Linked DNA regions of Mus musculus: regions 1, 2 and 3 are each linked to region 4. The links are chromatin contacts, called in public HiChIP or PLAC-seq and promoter capture Hi-C maps. All regions are on one chromosome and are shown on one strand. The core of a region is the stretch at or near the end of the contact, and the rest is flanking DNA. Distances in the headings are between cores, read along the strand shown.

Region 1 (2,700 bases), core at 185-2,684, 1.0 Mb after region 4:
ATGGGATCCAATGCCCTCTTCTGGTGTGTCTGAAGACAGCGACAGTGTACTCATACACACAAAATAAATAAAATCTTTAAAAAAATCATCCAAAAATCAAAAACGAGATTTTTTAATAAAGTATTTTGACTTGGTTATGTGTGACGTGTTTTATATTTTAAAAATCATTCAATTCATACTTACTGATGCTGAAATGTTTTCATCTTTGACCAGAGAAACCTGCTAATCAAGTTGCTTACTGGTCTTAGAAACTTCCCCAGTTCTGGTTCGCTAGAGAGAGCCTTATAAATCATATTCTTCTCTGCTGGAGAACACTCAGGTTCCAGAAGCCCCACCATGTAGCTAGATTCTCCTAATTCAGTCTTCTGACGGAGCAGTAAGTGTTCTTAACCGCTAAGCCACCTCCAAACTCCCTAGTTCCTACTTTTGTGTCTATCCTATCTTCCCTATATAATATTGGTGGTGGTGTTTGAAGCAGTAGTTAGGTTGGGCATACTGGTGTACTTCATCTAGCTCATGAGTAGTGGAGGCAGGGGAATTCGGAGTTTAAGTCCAGTCTCCCTAAATAGCAATTTCAAAGCCAACATGAGATCTTGTCTCCAAAACCAAATACAAATAACAAAATTATTTTCATTTATTACTCTAAAATTTTCAGAGCATGTATATATATTTAGTATCACTACTACTCTCCCTGCTTTTGGATAAAAGGTAGCATACTTGGTGTAGTTGGTTTTATTTACTTATTTATTTTTTTAACTTATCAATAGATTGTAGAAGTTACTCCAGTTATGAATAGAAGGCTCATTTATGGCAGTAGCATACCAATGCTTTACAGTACTATAAGCTTTCCCACTAATCCTCTATTCTGAAATCTGGGAGGTGATTTTTCAATGTTTTGCTATTACATATCGTGTTGTGACGAATATTCGTGCACACCCCTACAAATTTTTACTGCCATACCTTTGGGATGTCTTACAAAGTGGGCCGGCAGAATCAAAGAGTGAGCGAGCCTATGGAAGCCTCCCAAATAAGGTGCTCTTTATTTCTGCAGTACAGAGAGGGAAGAAAACCGAGATAGGCGCTCAAGATTACTTAGCGGGTTACGAAAGAGGTGGGAGCCAAATTCGGACGCAAGTGTCTCTCGGTCAAGAAGAGAATTCAAGGGGGCGAGGCAGAGGTTCGCTAAACCATCGTCCTTGTTCTTCCGGTCCCCTCCCCTACAAGTTCTTTCTCTGAACCCTAGCCCCAGGACTTCTCACACTTTCCAACACCGCCCACTTAGTTCTTAACTCAGGGACCTTCCTGAGCTCATACTTAACCCAGGTTGTTAAAACCCAGGGTCCAAGAGAGGGCTTTGCGCATGAGCAGAGCCTGCTTTCCGCGAAGGAGTCGGCCCGCCCCCAGAGGCGGGGCTGGTGTGGCGTCATCACTCCGCGCCGCTTCCAGGCGCCTCAAGGTCGCTTTGCGGAGCGGGAGGGGCAGGTCAGTGACCGGTCCTGTGTAGGCTCGTCGGCAACATGTCAGGGTACACGCCGGATGAGAAGCTGCGGCTGCAGCAGCTGCGGGAGCTAAGGAGACGATGGCTGAAGGACCAGGAGCTGAGTCCCCGGGAGCCCGTGTTGCCCCCGCGCAGGATGTGGCCCCTGGAGCGATTCTGGGATAACTTTTTGCGGGACGGGGCCGTGTGGAAGAACATGGTGAGTGATGAGCCACACGGGTGTCCGGGTTCCCACCCCGGGTCGCAGCCTGGCCAAGCCTCCCAGCCCACTCCTCTCAGTTCCATCAAGGCCCAACCCTGTCCAGAGCCCGCATACCCGGGAGGGCCCCAAGGGACAATCAGTCCAGGGGCTCAGGTTTAGCGGAGACGCTGTCAGGTCGCTATTGTTCAGGGCTGGGGTCTGGAGTCCAGGAGCAGGTGGCTGTCAGGTGTACTGAGAAGTCGGGTCTTAGGTTTTACAAGACGCTCGCCGCACATGCAGTTCTTTCGAGTGTAGATACCTTTTCTCGGGTTAAACTGGTCAGAATTAACTGAGATCACAGGCTGTGATTTCAGTATTTGAGAACACTTACGCGGTGGGTAGGGTTGAGGTGCCAGAGACTGGCCAGCTGGTATAGTACAGCCCCATGGGGTCGCAACAGAAGACAGGGTTCTATTTGGTATGCTTTGTCAGACTCTAAAGCTCCCTTTCTACGCATCACTGTGTACGTTTAACACACTTTTAGTTACTTTTAAATTGCATTCCATGACCTCCAGGCAGAAAAACCGTTCACTCAAGGACTGCTTTTTATTGTAAGGATTCCAGATATTTTCTTGGAGACTGCTATTAAATCACATCAATGATGAGTAGCGAACATTGTGTGGGAATTGCTTTCAGCTCCTTCCAGTAATTGTGGTAGAAGTAGAAGTAGTAGTTGTACAAAGTCTTGGTTGGTTGGTTGGTTTCTTGAACAACAATGCCTTATGTCTTGCAGAATGGTGCTTATTCTGTCTTAGAATCTATGGATATTCTATAGGAAGCCTCAGAGTTAGTGAAAATACTGAAATTGGTAGGTCAGCCCCAATCTGTCAGGAAATATGTTCCATTTAGAAATTTGTAAAATAATTATCACACATAGTTGGTAGTGGTGGAATGTTTTTGTTTGGTTAGTTGGTTTGGTTTTTGTTCCACACACATTGAAAAATAAGGTAGCTCATGCTAG
Region 2 (2,700 bases), core at 144-2,643, 570 kb after region 4:
CCCCTAGCAATGTGAACCCCAGTGAATGTCTTAAGTGCCTGCCACGCCCTTGACCGTGCATTGTTCCAAACAACCTTGCTTTTCTGGTCAGTGCACTGCAGACAATGGAATAGACCTAATACAGTGGCTAGGAAAACTCTGCTCAATTCTGCACAAATGACCCAGTTTAATTTTTAGCTGTACGAGACACAATGGAGACTGCGTAGAAGTCTTGGCTAAGAGGCCTAATCCTGAGGGAAAACGCAAACTGTCGGGTCACCAGATCTGCCTTGATGTCTTAGGCAGTTATGGACCACGTTCTCAGCCTTGAGGTTTGTACAGCTTGAGATTCCTCCTCCCTTCCTGCTCTGATCCTAACATACACCCGCATCTTCTTTGTCAACAAAAGCACGGCTTTCCCTTGCTCTCAGGGACATCCTCCCATCCTGTCTTGTCATCTCCATCAGACAGTGGAGCCTGCTTTTTCAAGAAAACAATAGTAACCCATTTGATCAAGAAACAAAAGAGCTCTTAGCTGAGAGTGGGGACGAAGACCTGTCATCCCAGTATTTCAGAGGTAGACGCAGGGGATCTTGAGTTTGTGATTAGTCTAGGGCACAGTGAAACCTTGTCTAAACAACCCCCCCACCCCCAAAAAAGGGGGCCTCCGTAAGGTTCAGTTTCGACTGCGTTTCAGATTCTACACTCTGATTTTACTCACGAGATAGGAATTCTTTCATCTGCCAAGAAGTCTTTAGTGATTTACAATACAAGACTTTCAGGGAACGTCCTGGAATTGCTATAAAAATCAGTACACATATGTCATCCCAACCTCCTGCTGATTGCCCTCAGTTCATTTAGAGAAGACATCATAAAAAAAAAATCTTAGCAGGGTTCCTCTGTCTCTCTCTTCAGTCTTTTTTCTCCTTATAGAGAGAAAGAAAAGTGTAATTTTAACGTGGGTGGTAAGGCACTCCAGCCTGTAGTTTAAACGATGGCTTCAAAGCTGTGTTTGGTAGCTCACATCTGCAATCCCAGCACTGGGGGAATCTAAGGAGATTCTCGCGAGTTCAAGACCAATTTGGGCTACAGAACGAATTTCTCTCACTACCTCCAACCTCGTTCTTTCCCTTTCAAAGATGGCTTTAACTTATAGCAAGCTTCCTGAGGAGGAAGTGCTAAAAGGCGACATGGCTGCGTAGATGAGCCACAGAAGACTGCTGTCTGAAATCTCTCCGGATTCAGACAACCGGGAGGCTGCGAGCAAAGGAGCTATCCTCACGGGGGACAACTAGCGGCTAGCGCCACTGTTCTACCTGGGTATCGGGCGAGAAAACGTTCCAGCCAATTCTCGAAAAGATACTGGAATCATCACCGGTTGCTAGGCAGCCGTTTGTGACGTCATCTCTCAGCACCGGAAGCGGCGAGGCGCAGTAGAGCAGCGTGAAGTTTGTGGGTGTCCACAGTCGAGGTAAGTTAATGGTCCGCCTGCCTTCGTAGTTTGCTGGGTTAGAAGCGGGCAGGGGCATTTGGCCCGGGCTGCTAACTCGGAGCGGTGACCTTGAGGGTGGAGTTCGAGGTTTCTTTCTTCTGGGCGGATTAGGCTCCACCCCTTGGTCTTGCTCAGGTGGGCGTGTTTCAGAGTTTTGTTTCCGCCGCATTGTTCCGGCCTCCCACCCTCCCCGCCCCCCATCCCCACCCGGCTCCTGTACCTAGTTGGCTGCCAGATCAGCATGAAAAGATTTAGAGATAAGAGTGGACAAAGTCCATGCAGCGGGGCTGTTCAGCCTGACAGGAAAGTGTTTCTGCCAGAAACGCCTTCCAAGAGTAACTCGAGGTGCACTAGCAGTGTCCCCAGCGGGCCTTAAGAATGCCGGAAGCAGTGTAAGGTCTTTCTCTTTACAATGCAGAGATTCAACAAAGCAGGGGTTTTTGAAATGACACCAATTTGGAATTGCTGGGTAATTACTTTTGAGAAATCGACATATATTGGGGATTTCGTAAGAGGCCCTTCCTCCCCACTTAATTTTAGAGGTCTCCTGTAGCCCAGCTGGCCTCCTCAAATTTCTGATCCTCTTGTCCCTACCTCCCAGTGATGGGATACAGGCGTTTGCCACTGGGCTTGGACAATTTTTTTTCTTCTTCAAGATGGGTAACAGTATGTAGGGTAGTCTAACCTCAAACTTCTGGATATCCTGTATTAGCCAGGAGCCATGCTGCATTCTTGAAAGATGGTATGTGCAGGTAAAGGTGCCTGCATGTATGTCTGGGGAGGGAAGAGTGAGGATGTTGGCCAGTGGAGCCAGTCTGTGAAATACTTAGCCTAATTCCTCTGAGAAATTAGAAGCTGAGAGTCTTAAGTTCAAGTCTGTGTTGGACATTAGTCCACACTCACTTGTGCTTATGCAACTTTAAGTTTAATTGGAAATTCAGTTCCTTACTTGTGTTAATGGCCCTTCAAAAGCTCAGTTATCAGTGTGGCTTGAAGGTTTACTACATTTCCATTGTTGAAGAAAATTCTTGTGCTAACAGCGCTTCAAGATAGATTTCTGGCCTCATGTCACTTGCCCTGTCATTTGGGTTTCCTAACGTCATTGTTTGTATATGCTAGGCCCAGGGCGTGGCACTAATAGGAACTGTGGCCTTGTTGGAGTAGGTGTGTCACTGTGGGTGTGGACTTTAAGACCCTTGTCCTAGTTGCATGGAAGCCAGTCTTCTCCT
Region 3 (2,700 bases), core at 55-2,554, 520 kb after region 4:
TTTCTCTGGCTGTCCTGAAACTCACTTTGTAGACCAGGCTGGCCTTGAACTCACAGAGCTTCCAGCCTCTGCCTCCACCGTGCTGGAATTAAAGGGGTGTGCCACCACTGCTTGGCTGAGACTGTGTTCTTTAGAGTTGATGGGAAATAGGTGATTTGAAACGTGAAAGAGCTGGGCATGGTGATACACCTCTTTAATCCAAGCACCTTAGAAGATCCCATTCATTGTAACAGTAGCATATGTCATTTTCTCTACTTAGTTTCAAACGACTCTTTTTAAAAATTTCCCTCCTTTAGTCCCAGCACTCAGGAATAGAGGCAGGCAGCAAGGCCAGCCTGGCTTACAGAACAAGTTCCAGGACAGTCAGGGCTACAAAGAGAAATCCTGTGTCAAAAACCAAACACAATACAACAAAACAAACAAACAAAAATCAAGTAAAAATGAAAACATAAACAGCATATGAGCGGCTATATTGAAAGGCTCTGGTTTTGATACCTAGCACTGGGGGGAAAAAAGGAGACTGTAAAGAAATTGTGTGGAAGGTAGACAAGAGCCATTAGAAATCCCTAAACTATCTCAATATGTAATTTCACAAGATAGACATGCCACTGTGTTGTGTGTGTGTATATATATGTATATGTATATGTATGAATATGTATATATATATAAGTGTATACATATATATGTACTTTGTCAATAGAATTTTAAAATAGCTCTTATTGGAGATAAGCACTGTGATGCCATCTGTAATTCTAGCCCTTGGAAAGTAGGGGCATCTTCAACTATATAATTAGTTTGAAGCCAGCTATAAGCTGCATGTCCATCCCACCTTTTCCCTAGCCTTTATTTATAAAATTCATCAATATTTATGTATGGTTTTTTATTAGTGGGGATTGAACCAGGGCGTCTGACTTGCTAGGTAAACACTCTGATCACTGAGCTATGTCCTCAGCTCTGTCATGCCATACCAGTAAGGTATGATTTAAACTCTATATTGAAAGGAGTCTCAGATCTGTTATAACTTCGCATTTGGTTACATTTCTTTCTCCGTAACCGCAGCTTTTTCCAACTTAATTCTTAGCTGGATCTGAGCGCGATAGCGCACACTTTTAATCCTAGCATTAGGGAGGCAGAGGAGGGCGGGACAGCCAAGGCTGTAGAAAGACTCCACCTGTGTGTACGTTCGCGAAACCGATGGGCATTCGTAGTCCTGCCACGCTTTCGCGAGGCCCCGCCCCTCACGCCCCGCCCACCTGGGCGTGTTCTTCCTTCGCCCTTTAGACCCTAACGGAGCGGAAGTGTCGCAGCGCGGCCGCCGGAAGTGTCGCGCGGCGTTGTGCGACCGGCTGTGTGCTGAGTGGGGCCTGGACCCGGAGCGTTACCGCTATGTCGATCGAAATCGAGTCTTCCGAGTGAGTCCTGCCGTGGCGTGTTCGCGGCGTGGCGTGTTCGCGGCGTGGCGTGGGGTGGAGTGGAGGGTGGTCGGAGGACGTTGGAGGGGGAGCTGCGCGCCGGAGGTTGCGGCCTCGAAGCACTTTCCGGGTTGGCTCCCTCTTTAGATGGGCCCGCGAGAGAGCAGCCGTGGGGCGGGCCGTCTGGAGCCCCTGGGCCCCGGCGTCGGGCTGTGCTGGGGCACACCGAGTAGACCTGACTACTGTGGTTTCCTCTGCTAGCCACACCGCCCTCGGCGCTGCCCGGGTGTCCGCCAGTCCCTCAGCTCTTCCTTCTGGTCCAAGCACTAGTTACCCCAAAGACTCTGCTGCTTCTCCTATCTGATTAGATCCAGTGTGGTGTATTGATTTGGTTTGCAATTTGCAGAGAGAGAGAACCTCTTTGTGGACACAGAATTTGAATATTGATTGAGTCAGAAGAATGAGACTTAGTGAAGGCGGGGACGGCGACGAGGAGCCAGGTGGGCGGGGAGTGAGTGACTGAAGAGTCTTGCTTGGACTCCCCAGGACTCCACCCACCGCCTTTTATTTTTTGAAAAGTAAAATTAAATTATGAAATTAGCAAACAGCTGTGTTCTGAGTGGAGGGGAGAGATACGCATGTTCTGAAGATCTGCAGAAAAGCAAGGTTTATTAATTAAGTCGGCGGAGTCTGAAACCTGCTATGTATTTTTAAGACTGAAGCTGGATGTGAAGTATGCACGTCTATGATCGCAGTATTAAATGGGCAAGTAGGAAGGCCTGGAGTCCAGCCTGAGCCTCTTCATAGCGATATATATATATATATATATATATATATATATATATATATATATATTTTTTTTTTTTTTTTTTTCCGAGACAGGGTTTCTCTGTATAGCTCTGGCTGTCCTGGAACTCACTTTGTAGACCAGGCTGGCCTCGAACTCAGAAATCTGCCTGCCTCTGCCTCCCAAGTGCTGGGATTAAAGGCGTGCACCACCACGCCCGGTGAGATACATATTTTTAACTCAGTTATATGTAAGTCGTTTTTTTCCTGGGTTTTGCTTCTGAGACAAGGTTTTCTGTGAAGCCGTAGCTGTCCTGGAACTCACTCTGTAGACCAGGTGAGTCTCAGACTCAGATTCACCTGCCTCTGCCTCCGGAGTGCTGGAATTAAAGACGTGTGCCAACCCCCAGCTTTATAAATCGTCTTTAAATGAATATATGCTTTGATTGCGGGAGGCAGACAGTAGACAAAAACAGTAAATAAAATATGACGCAGTAACAGA
Region 4 (2,700 bases), core at 112-2,611:
CCATTTGGGAGACCAAGGCAGGATGACTGCTGAGAGTTAGCGGTCACCATGTACTGCACAATAAGGCTAGGTTAGTCTGGGCTGGAGTTAAAGTGTTTTAAACATCTAAAAAAAAATTATTTATTTAATGTATGTGAGTACACTGTGCTGTCTTCAGACACCCCAGAAGAGGTCATTGGATCCCATTACAGATGGTTGTGAGCCACCGTGTGGTTGCGGGGAATTGAACTCAGGACCTCTGGAAGAGAAGTCAGTGCTCTTAACCACTGAGCCATCTCTCCAGCGCAACATCTATCTATTTATTTATTTTTTAAAGATATGCTAGTGATTAATCTTTATTTGAGTCGGCCTGTGGTGTCACGTGCCTTTACTCCCAGCACTCTGTGAGTTTGAGGCCAGTATGGTCTACAAAGCAAGTTCCAAAACAGGGAAGCCCTGTCTCAAAAAATCAAAAAACAACAAAACTCCATTACTTTTGCTTAATCTCCTGAGGTTAACATCTTTACTAAGAGGTGGATCAGGTAACTTCTCAACAAGGAAAACCTGATTTAGGTTTCTTATGCCAGAAAATAACTTTTCCTTTCCTATTTGCAAAACCGGTCCGATACTAGTAGCCTTTTGGGCTAGAACACCTCTAACATCCCGTTGGCGTTCAAGGAATGGTAGTTGTTTCCTGCAGAAGAGAGTTGGGAATGCAGAAAGCAGTCCACATTTGACTACATTGAAGTCTCGTGGCCTTCAGCCGAGGACGTTCTGGGTGTCTGGCTCAGCAGCTGGCGGTTGGCGTTTTCCCGCGCAGAGGGCAGGGCGGAGCGCCAGCCTCGCAACGTGGGAGCTAGACCCACTCTCCGCCAGAACTACACCTCCCAGCAGGAACCACGCTGGTTCGCTTGGCAGGTGGCACCCATTGGTACTAACTCGGAAGCTAGCCATAAGATGCTCGAATAAGTCAGAATCAGGAGTTGTACTTAGGAGCACGCTGAGAAAAGGCGGTCGTAGAGAGTGCCTTTGCCGCGCAGCACTCTGGGAGTTGTAGTTCGCCCTCAAAACGTCTAGAAGCCAGGCTTGCTTTGAGTGGCTGCACCATGTCACGTGACGAAAGAGCCGCACGCATCGAGCATCTTGCAGTGTTTCTGAGGTCATCATAGCGCGACCGCACGCTTTAATAGTGGGTTCTCTATAGGCGGCGGATAGTACGACCCTGAAATTCTGACCACAAGCAATGTCACCATCTCCGCCGCCTCCACATAGTTCCTCTCGCTCAGCTCCCAGAGCTGTGTTAGCCAGCCGGGTAACCCCGTTCAATCTTCAAGTACTGGCTCCACCCTCTCCCGTGACGTAGGGATCACGTGACGGGCAGGGCCGCCTCTGCCGCCGCCGCCGCTTTGTAAGAGGCACATTGGCAGGTAACGAGCGGCGGCGGCGGCGGGTCCCGAGTCCAACGAGAGCAGCAGCGGTAATTGTCACCCGGTCCCCTTCATCCTGCCTCCCAGGGCCCTGAACCTTGCAGTGTATGCTTTCTGGACCTGGGCTAAGGTCTTCTGAACTCCCAGCCCCCTTTGGGATGCCCCAGCGTCTACTCGGGTGGATCGGGCCGAGCTTCCCTCGCTGGCTTCATGTTTCCGTAGTGTGTCCAGGCCTGAGCACTCTCTTTCCTCTCCCGCTCAGGTTGCCCTGTGCTTCCTGCTCCACCCCCCACCCCCCATCCTAGTTGGCCGGCCCCACCCAGCCCCAGGGGGCGCCTTCCCCTCCCCCCCCTTTGGGTTTTTATCCTGGAGGGTGTGGTTTTCTCTCCCACCTCGGTCCCTGCACGTTGGCAGGAGCTCCTCCGCCACGCTGTCGCCCCATCCGGACCACCTTTCAGCTTTCTAGTCTGGCGCCTGTCCTGGGACTGGTCTTAGTGCCCAACTTCTGCGCTCTAGTCTCTCCCCACTTAATCTGAAGGCATAGTTCAATTTTACTACTTTTCATTACTGTGGTCTTTGGTGTTAGTTGAAACTCTGTGAGTTTCCTCTTCATGCCCTATTGAAGTCTGGTGGTGTCATAGTTTATTTATTCTTTAAGGTGAGGTAAGAGTGCTTGTGAACTGTAAAGCGTTGTTAGAAATTCAAACAAATTCTTTAGCCTGGTGCGTTCCAGCTCAGTTTTCCTAGTCAGCTCTCCCACCTTCCCCCCTGCATTTTCAGGTTTAGTTACCCAGGCATAGTCAGCTCTCCCACCTTCCCCCCTGCATTTTCAGGTTTAGTTACCCAGGCATGTCAACTGTCACCACTTAGGATTCGTGTTTTCTCTTTGGGTTGGTCTTGGAAGTCTTCCTGCAGTTTTTTGCTTTAACATAATCTCGTAGTTTACTACCACTAATACGCCTTTCTACTTTATTTCCAAGGTGCATAGTCTGCCTACTCTTTACTTTTCTCCAGCAATTGTGTACAGTAACAATTGGAGCTTTTAGGTGATTCTATGAGGTACCCAGAGATCATTTATTTGAAGAGCATGCCTTTTTTTGGGAGGGCGTTTTTGAGAGAGGGTTGCACTACCTAGCCAAGGCTGGCTTTTAACTTGAGAGCCTCTTGTCTCAGTCTCTCTAGCTCGCTCGCTCGCTCGATAGTTTTTACAGGGTTTCTTCATGTTACAACCTTGGCTGTCCCCCACTTGCTTTGTAGACCAGGCTGGCCTTGCACCCATAGAGATCCACCTGCA

Evidence for each region. HiChIP or PLAC-seq counts read pairs in DNA pulled down with a chosen protein or histone mark. Capture Hi-C pulls out chosen DNA fragments and counts their contacts.
Region 1: a contact with region 4 is called in a promoter capture Hi-C map of adipose tissue, with 3 times the contacts expected there. The contact joins the promoter of Ndufb6 here to the promoter of Ubap2 in region 4. A contact is called at or near these places in 6 of 39 promoter capture datasets (cranial neural crest, erythroid cells, liver and 3 more), 10 of 484 Hi-C or Micro-C datasets (CD4 T cells, CD8 T cells, double positive thymocytes and 4 more), 2 of 115 datasets of contacts at active chromatin or transcription factors (astrocytes and double positive thymocytes) and 2 of 9 other capture datasets (adipose tissue and liver).
Region 2: an H3K27ac HiChIP or PLAC-seq map of double positive thymocytes shows a contact between it and region 4, with 3 times the contacts expected there. The contact joins the promoter of Aptx here to the promoter of Ubap2 in region 4. A contact is called at or near these places in 4 of 39 promoter capture datasets (cranial neural crest, maxillary cranial neural crest, pre-B cells and 1 more), 6 of 484 Hi-C or Micro-C datasets (CD4 T cells, CD8 T cells, effector CD8 T cells and 1 more), 3 of 115 datasets of contacts at active chromatin or transcription factors (double positive thymocytes, regulatory T cell precursor and trophoblast stem cells) and 2 of 9 other capture datasets (adipose tissue and liver).
Region 3: an H3K27ac HiChIP or PLAC-seq map of embryonic stem cells shows a contact between it and region 4, with 2.6 times the contacts expected there. The contact joins the promoter of Smu1 here to the promoter of Ubap2 in region 4. A contact is called at or near these places in 10 of 39 promoter capture datasets (the C10 cell line, the HPC-7 cell line, cranial neural crest and 6 more), 4 of 484 Hi-C or Micro-C datasets (CD4 T cells, CD8 T cells, LSK cells and 1 more), 11 of 115 datasets of contacts at active chromatin or transcription factors (bone marrow-derived macrophages, cardiomyocytes, embryonic forebrain and 5 more) and 4 of 9 other capture datasets (adipose tissue, embryonic stem cells, liver and 1 more).

What each region holds. Positions count from the first base shown.
Region 1 is chr4:40,278,155-40,280,854 of GRCm38.p6, reverse strand. Ndufb6 (NADH:ubiquinone oxidoreductase subunit B6) reads left to right here and starts at 1,434. Exons shown (of 4, transcript NM_001033305.3): 1 at 1,434-1,697. The coding sequence starts at 1,518.
Region 2 is chr4:40,701,887-40,704,586 of GRCm38.p6, reverse strand. It overlaps Aptx (aprataxin), which reads left to right and starts at 1,393. Exons shown (of 8, transcript NM_001025444.3): 1 at 1,393-1,450.
Region 3 is chr4:40,756,489-40,759,188 of GRCm38.p6, reverse strand. It overlaps Smu1 (smu-1 suppressor of mec-8 and unc-52 homolog (C. elegans)), which reads left to right and starts at 1,304. Exons shown (of 12, transcript NM_021535.4): 1 at 1,304-1,412. The coding sequence starts at 1,387.
Region 4 is chr4:41,273,796-41,276,495 of GRCm38.p6, reverse strand. Ubap2 (ubiquitin-associated protein 2) reads left to right here and starts at 1,361. Exons shown (of 29, transcript NM_026872.1): 1 at 1,361-1,456.